Regions from separate parts of the Sus scrofa genome. Here region 1 is linked to region 2. The links are chromatin contacts, called in public HiChIP or PLAC-seq maps. All regions are on one chromosome and are shown on one strand. Each heading gives the region's core, a stretch centred on a gene start, on an enhancer-like site or on the middle of the called end of the contact. The rest is flanking DNA. Distances are from core to core; before and after follow the strand shown.

The links. HiChIP or PLAC-seq counts read pairs in DNA pulled down with a chosen protein or histone mark.
Region 1: an H3K27ac HiChIP or PLAC-seq map of skeletal muscle shows a contact between it and region 2. The contact joins two enhancer-like sites. A contact is called at or near these places in 4 of 47 Hi-C or Micro-C datasets (alveolar macrophages, embryonic fibroblasts, mesenchymal stem cells and 1 more) and 2 of 2 datasets of contacts at active chromatin or transcription factors (alveolar macrophages and skeletal muscle).

What each region holds. Positions count from the first base shown.
Region 1 is chr13:131,287,755-131,291,645 of Sscrofa11.1, reverse strand. No RefSeq gene overlaps it. Among named protein-coding and RNA genes, the nearest start is that of CPN2, 48 kb to the left of the region's middle. Within about 2 kb of position 2,250, at least 52 of the 83 cell types and tissues checked have an H3K27ac peak or open chromatin away from gene starts, as enhancers often do. A contact at or near this core is called in embryonic fibroblasts and skeletal muscle, where this site is marked.
Region 2 is chr13:131,139,956-131,144,106 of Sscrofa11.1, reverse strand. No RefSeq gene overlaps it. Among named protein-coding and RNA genes, the nearest start is that of HES1, 6.1 kb to the right of the region's middle. Within about 2 kb of position 2,821, at least 65 of the 83 cell types and tissues checked have an H3K27ac peak or open chromatin away from gene starts, as enhancers often do. A contact at or near this core is called in embryonic fibroblasts and skeletal muscle, where this site is marked.

The DNA.
Region 1 (3,891 bases), core at 1,001-3,500, 150 kb before region 2:
TCCATCAAATTAAAATTTGCATTTAGCAGATTCCTCCCCAGACTTTTTAAAACGACCACGCATGAATATGTACATATTCCCCCCCTCCTCAAAGCAATTCCCCAGCTACCCACAAATACCACTCATCCTGAGGTCTTGTTGTTCCAGATCAAACAGGTCTTCTTGCAAGAGGACTCTTAGGATTCTGCTCTAGCCAGAGCAAGGTCTCTGGCCCTTGCTAATTTCACCACCTCTGGTTGACTGAGCAGGGCTGGGAATCTCATTAGGGAAGCCTTCCACCTCCTTCCCAGGCCAGCCCGAGTCGGGGCAGGAATGCGTCATCCACCCTGGGCCTTCAGCGCCCCGCTTGAGGCCAGCTCACCAAGAGTGTTTTAAGAGCGGTCCAACAGTCCAGTGCCAGCCATCCACTATCCCAGATGGGAAGAGCTTGTGTGCTGAGCCTTCCTCAGGATGCTGCCACAAGCTTCCTGATGCATCCAGGGCAGTGTCCCTTTGTGTAGGACAGACTGGCTGCCAGTCATCTGGTCTGGGAGTCTTGGGGACAAGGTTCTCTCTCTGAAGTGAAGTGATCTTGTCTGAGAGGACGCAAGTAGAGATGCTGCATGAACCTGGGGTCTAGGACTGGGTACACAACCCTTTCTCACCCACGGCCCACATGTGCTCCTACACAAGTGCCTAAACACCTCAACATCTTTGGGCAGTTTTAAAGTCTGTTTTAGGAGTTCCTTTCATGGCTCAGTGGTTAACAAACCCAAAAAAAGACTGCGGTCCATGAGGATGCGGGTAAGATCCCTGACCTTGCTCAGTGGGTTAAGGATCGGGTGTTTCCATGAGCTGTGGTATGGGTCGTAGACACGGCTTGGATCCCACGTTGCTGTGGCTGTGGTGTAGGCCGGCTATTGTAGCTCCCATTCGACCCCTAGCCTGGGAACCTCTATATGCTGCGAGTGCAGCCCTAAAAAGCAAAAAAAAAAAAGGTCTGTTTTAGTCTCAACTAGGCGTTTCATTAACTGGGTATCTAAATTCCCAGACTGTTCCGTGGGTTCCTGTTTCTTTTTAATAATTGAAAAAATGTTCACCATTAGCTCATGATCACTGTAGGAAAAATAGGGAGGAAATGTAAATAAAAGGAAAATATAAAAATAACAAAAGACATATATATATGTGTGTGTGTGTGTATATATATATATATATATTTATGCATCAGAGCAGGCAGTACATCTAGACCAATTATTAGGCAGGTCTGCTAGAAATCAGTCCAGCAAGGAAAAGATGGTGTGTTCCAGAAACGCCCATCTAATGCTTTTCCTGTGTCCTTTGGGGACTTTAAGGCAACAGCTGGTGTTCCTTGAATGATGGGCATCACTGGTGCCCAGTATGCACAGCGAGGAGGAGCAGGAGTGTACTAACCTGTCTGAAGGGACAAGGTGACCCCTCTTCTACATTTTCCCTCATTGCTTCCTGGGGTGGTGCTGATCAGGCTGTGGGCTGGGATCTGGGTGAGGTTTTCTGATCCCCAGCTCCAGGTGCTGTTTGCTCCTCTGCTCATCACCCAGGTGAGAAGGAATGGCCTTCTGTTGGGATGGTGGACAGGATGCATAGCTCTCCCCAGCTGCCTGTGGGTTAGTGCTTCCCACCTGTTCTGCCCGGGCTGGTGGTCCGATGTTGTCACCAGCCCTCTGGGTAGGCACCAATAGAAGCAGCCTTCTACCAGGGCAGCACTGAAAAACTGGAGTGGTTCTTTGGTCCTTTGGGAATTTCCCCTGTGTGGCTGTGCTGTTATTCTAATGGTGAATGTTCTTTCACCCATGTCCTGTGGGGTGCTAGCCAGATCCCCTGCAAGAAAGGAGAGTGGCAATGATTCATTCTGGAATTGCCCTTCCTGCCACCCATGAAGATCTGTCTATTCTCATTACCTCTGGCTTCCCACAAAATGGTCCATTTGGCTTGTCTGCCGGCCGTAGGCATCACAGCGTCTTGGAATGCCTCTGGGCCATTCTCCAAAGACTCTGGATTTGACTCTGAGGGAGCGCCTGCCTAAAGGGCTTGTCACAGGCTCCGGAGGTCCCTCTGAAGAAGGGCTTGGTGGGGGAGAGGGGGAGCAGCAGGATAGGGAGGCTGCAGCAAGCATTCTTTCAGGGGAAGGAGCCTGCAGTTTGTTACCGCACCCCCCACCCCTCCCGCCCCGTCACTTCAGAGGCACTTTCCAAAGCAGCTGCCCTTAGGTGCTGTTGGTTCCACGCTCTAATGACACTATAATCAGGATTTCATCACCACCTACTACAGAGAGAATTGCAGACATTACTACTCACCCTCAAAACGGCCTCTCTCCATTTTTGCGTAACAAGAGGCCCAGAGAGTATGTCTGAGGTCACACTAATGTCTACTTTGCGTCAAAATCTTGGCCCTGGGATGGCCCACTCCCGGTTGTGGTCTGCCCAGGCTGTTTAGCCTGGCCGATGGCAGAGGAGAGCGGTCAGGCAAGAGTTAGGGCCCGGATCTTTTAAACGTGGCCCCTTCAAGGCGGTTTAGGCCAATTCCTTCCCTCTCCTTCAAGCCGGGAGAGCTTCCCCACTGGGAAAAGGACGCTGGGGTGGGCGCATTTCCTGGGGCAGGAGGCTCCTGCGAGCCCGGAGCTCCGGCTGGGTGTGGGGGCCGGGGAGGAGAGGAGCGAGCGGGAGGGCTGGGGAGTGGGGCGGGGCCGCGGGTGGCCGCGGCGGGGCGGACTCGGGGCGGGCCGGCTGGTGTGGCCGAGGAGCCGGTAATGAAGCCGGGAGCCAGGGCCCCCTTTGTTCCCGGGAAACCCTTTAAAAAGCCCCTTCCTCAGTCCCCGTGCGGGCCGGTGGCGACGAAGGCCGGCGGCGCCGAGGGCCGAGCGGAACGCCCCTTTTCGAGAGGCCTTTCCAGCCGCCTTGCCGGGCTGGAGCCTCCGCACGCAGCGAGGGCCGCGGCTCCGCACGCAAGGCGCGCGCTGCCCAGAGGGGCCCGGGGGCCAACTTTAAAACGACAAAGACGAAAACTGCTCTCCGACGCAGGAAGGCGCAAATGCCTCTGGGTCCTGGGCAGCTGGCCGAATAGGCTTCCCAGTCCCAGGTCTGGCACCAGGGGACTGAGGCGCTTGCGCCACTGAAAGCCGGCGCCTCGCCGCGTGGTCCTCAGTGCCACTATGGCACATTCCTGGCCTTTGCAATTATTGGGAAATGGGAGGATCTTTTTTTTCCCCCCTTACATTCCCCCTTCCCCCTCCCTTGTTTTTCTTCCAGGCTTGAAATTATCTACTTTAGCAGTTCAAAAGACATTCCATTCCCATGACAAAAGCAGAAACGTGATGTTGGCATACCATGGCCCTCTTTTTTATGGGGAGATTCAGGCAATAAATCATAATGAATGAAAATTTAAAATAGCATTTCTTTATCTTTTAATGGTGTACTTTGTTTATTTTTAAGTGCTGCTACCAGATCTGTTTCTTGACATTTCTCAAAAAGAACCCATTTGAGATGCTGAGCTAACAATAGTTAATTTTATTCCTTTAAAATATTCCTAAAGAAAATGGATTGGGGAGATTCGTTTTGAACTCCCTCTCGGCTCTAAAATTCCTTAATTTGGGAGTTCCTATAGTGGCTCAGTGGTAAGGAACCCAACTAGTATCCCTGAGAACGTGGGGTTTGATCCCTGGCCTTGGTCAGTAGGTTAAGGATCCGCCATTGCCATGAGCTGTGGTGTAGGCTGGCAGCTACAGTCCCAGTTTGACCCCCTGGCCTGGGAACTTCTATGTGCCATGGGTGCAGCCCTAAAAAAAAAAAAAAAAAAGAAGGAGGAGAAAAAAAAAAAAAAAATGTCCTTAAGTCTATCTGTGAACAAAGGCTGAGAAAACATTTTAAAACAGAATGG
Region 2 (4,151 bases), core at 1,572-4,071:
GAAAGCAAGGGCTTCTGTAAACTATGAATTCAGACTCACCACAGGTATTTGCCAAATTTACTGCCTTTCCTCTTATCGGGTATTTAAAATTCAGATTTTTCACTAATTCGGACTGTCTTCACTAATTCACTCTTGCTTAACCAGACTGATTCAGTACATTTAATTACTTCAGGAAGTGTACTAAAAACTCTAGCCAGTTGGGGAAATATGTTTCCTAAATGGAAAGAGTCTGATATGCAACAGATCACATTCTCTTTTCAGAAAAAATGTGGGGAAGTGAAAGGGATTGGGTGAGACAAAGTGTTTAGGATGAAGAGGGAAAGTGATGGCATTTTTAACTCTTGCTGTTGTTTTCCAAGTAAGATAAGACACTATTACAGTAAAGGATAGGGTCTCAAGTAGCTGCAGCTGCAACCTATGCCACAGCTGTGGCAATGCTGGATCCTTAACCCACTGTGCTCAGCAGTGCGTCCATGCTGCCACAGAGACAATGCCAGATCTTAATCGCTGTACTACAGCGGGAATTCCCAGGATGCAATCTTCCTTTGACGGGTAATGCAGTGAACGTGATTTTCACTAACATGGCAGGTCTCCAAGAACACAATGAGTGGTCTATTTTCCTGCAACAGTGGAGGTACAGTGCCCATCCTTCGGGTCTGTTTCCATGCCTTTAACTGCAGATGAAAATATTTGGTAGTAAAATCATCCCAGGACCTTGGCTGAATTTTTTTTTTTTTTTTTTTTTTTTTTTTTTTTTGTCTTTTTAGAGCCGAACCTGTGGCATATGAAGGTTCTTAGGCTAGGGGTCCAATCAGAGCTGCAGCCGCCACCTGAGCAATAGCAATAGCAATGCAGGATCCAAGCCAAGTCTGCAATCTACATCACAGCTCACGGCAACGCTGGATCCTTAACCCACTGAGCAAGGCCAGGGATCAAACCTGAGTCCTCATGGATACTAGTCAGGTTCTTTAACCACTGAGCCACAGTGGGAACTCCTGGCTGAAAGTTTTTAAGTGTGCTCCATATACATTCTTGTAGTCACAGTGTGTGTGTCAAAACATAGAGGCACATGGAAGCACACTGAGGAGAGAACCACAGACCGTGGACTTGAGAAGGACTTCAGAGACTTCCGGTCTAACCTTGTCGCCTTGTCAGTGAGGAAACCAAAGACCAGAGACGTAAGGGGACTTGCTCATCCTCTCATAGATGGTGGCCAATATGGAACCAGGATTCCTTGACTCCCAGTCCATTCCTTAACCATATCAAGGTGACTGCTCATTCAGAAGATATTAGTACGTAAAATGATTAATCTTGAAATTCACTATTTGACAATAATTTTTCTTGGGTGGAATCTGATGTGTTGTTTATTTACTATACCAGCACTTACTATGGTCACAAAAATTTATGCAAAGACTCATCATCATTCAGAGGTCCAAAAAGTTAACTGTTACAATGTGTCACCTTTTGTATCACCAGTATACACTACTTCTCTTTTATGGTATTTAACACAGAGCCATTAAATTTTTTTTTTTATCCGTCTGTCTGGCCTATTAAACTGCGAGCTTTATAGCTACAGAGATCATGCCTTTCTTCTCCCTTTGTTTCCATGGTGCTTGGTTCAATAATTATTGAATGAACACGTGAAATTCAGAATCTAGGGAAGAAGCAGTGGTGTTTTCACATGGGGCCTGGTGCAATTACAAGCAGCTCCTGAAATCACTGGGCAAAGGCCAGGCCTGGCTTTCCCGTTTGGTTAACCTTCCTCACCGTGGTTTAGGAATCATAATAGCTGACATGCATTGAGGGCTTATGTGCCAAGCGCTATTCTGAATGCTTTGCCTGCATTCACTCATTTCATCCAAACAACCCTATGAAATACCGTGAGCCGCCGGATACAAACGAGGCACAGAGATGGGAAGTAATTTGCCTGAACTACAACCTAAGTTTCCTGAAGCCAGATCATGTGCTTTTACCCTCTGGGTACTCCAAGGACTGAAGCAGACAACATGGCCCTCAACTTTGACCTCTAAGCTAGTTTATATAATTGAAATATTCCATACAACCATGGCAAACGTCTTGAAATTCCCCCAAACTGGACTTACATATTTACCTCTCTCCGTGTCTTCCCTCCCCTTTCCTTCCCATCTCTTCCTGTTGCACCCATCCTTCGCCAACTCTCTGAAAACTTTACCTGGTTTCCTTTCAAATCAGAATCTCTCTGTTCTTAGGTGCCCTTTGTTGAAACTTCTTTTTTGGCACTTGCCGCATCATGTGGGCATGAGTCACTTGCATGTCCAACTATCTCCTCAGCTAAACCGAGAGTTCAGAGTCACTTGCATGTCCAACTATCTCCTCAGCTAAACCGAGAGTTCAGGGAGGGCAGGAGCCCGGTGAGACTTAGGAGTTTATCTTTCCAGCGCTTGCAGTGGCTTGCCCGGCACTTAGTAGGTGCTTGGGATGAGACTCATTTTTTTAGGGAGTCCCCAGCGGCTCTCTGGCGGCTCGTTTTAGGGGCCAAGGCCGTGGGCTGAGCCGCTTCTGCCCCGCTGCCCCCGCCAGACCCCTCCCTCCTGGGCCCGGCCTGACGCTTGGCAGGGCTCCCACGGCCGCCGAGGGCCTCTGCTGCCCCGACACTGGCCTCGGCCCAGTTTCCCGGCTTCTAAATGCGGCCCGGAGCTACCGGGGGAACTGGAAAAACACTGGCAGGCGGCCCCACCCCCGGGCCCGGCGGGCCGGGCGGCCGCCTTTCTGCGGCTAAGGGCCTGCTGCTTGGGAGGCGCTGGGGCCCCGGGCGGGGAAGCGGGGGAGGAGGCCGGGCGCGGGCGGCTGCCTGCCTGTCAGCGGGAGCGGGCGCGGGCTCGTGTGTCAGCGGCTCCCTCCTCCCTCTCCCCCAGCCGCCGCCGCCCGCCCGCCCGCCCGCCGGGCCTCCCGGCCTCCCGCCGCCGCCGCCGCCGCCCGCTCCCCCCGCGGCCTGGCAGGCTGCCGGCTGCACAGGCGGGGGTTCGCGCCGTTCTCACGACCTCTCAGGTTGCCTGAGCTCATCTGGGAGCTATTCATTTCCTGCCAGAAAGCAGCCGGGCCTGCTAAGCAAACCACCTTGGCCGCAGGGCCGCCGGGGCTGGCCCGGCGTGGCCGCCCCGGCCTGCTCCCCGCCCGGGCCGCGGGCCCCGGCGGCCTCCCTGAAACCCCCGGCGGCCTCGGCGGGCGCGCGGCGGGGGCAGCTCGGCCGCCCATCTGGTTGCACTTAGGAGCCGGGGAGGAAGCTAGCAGCGGGTTGTTACCGGCCAAGGGGTGTGGGAAAAGTTAATTGACTTTAATGACAGGTTTCCCGGGTCGGCAGTGACGATGAGGGGGTCCGGCTTAACCCCTGGGTCCCCACTCCAGCAACACGAGGGTGGAATGGGGCGCGCCTCCCAGCCGCGGCATTACCGCCAAGAGAAGGCTCCCGTCCACACCCAGGAGAGCCCCCCTCTTCCAGTTCAGCGCCTTTCCAGCTCCGGATGCTGCGAAGGGCGGCGGGGCGCCGGGGCCCCCAGGGTCTCCATTGAGAGGCTAATGCGCCCCGTGGCTGAGGCCTGCGGCCCGCATCCGGACGTGGAGCTGGGAGCCGCGCCTTATCTCCCGGAGCCATCGGCACCACCCGGGGGCGGGGGAGAGGGGCAGCTGGGTGCTACCCGAGGCTGTGTAATTAGTTCAGGCCCGCCAGAGGGATCCGAGTGGGGACGAGACTGCAGCTTCTTTCCCTCAACTAATTACTGCAGAAAGAGCTTGGGTGCAGGAGGGCACAAGACCTTAGATATAAACGCATTCGTTTTAAGGACTTGAAAATGTCCCAGAGAAGGGAAATGACTCATCCAAAGTGACACAGTCAATTCGGTGGCAGAGCTGGCACAAGAGCCTGAAAATCCCCATTGGGGCCCCAATCTCCCCTTTCTTTTTATATTGTACAGACACACCTCATCTACTAGCTTTAAGCCAAATTTCAGGAAAAAAGACCATTTATAAACCACCAATTATTTTCAAATGAACAAATGTTTACTTCTTTTCCTTTATCACCCCCCATATCTGTGTACTTTTGATGGTATTAATAAAATCCATTTTTCCAGTTGTTTTCCTTCAGAACAGGAAAGACAAAGATTTAGTTTTGAGTT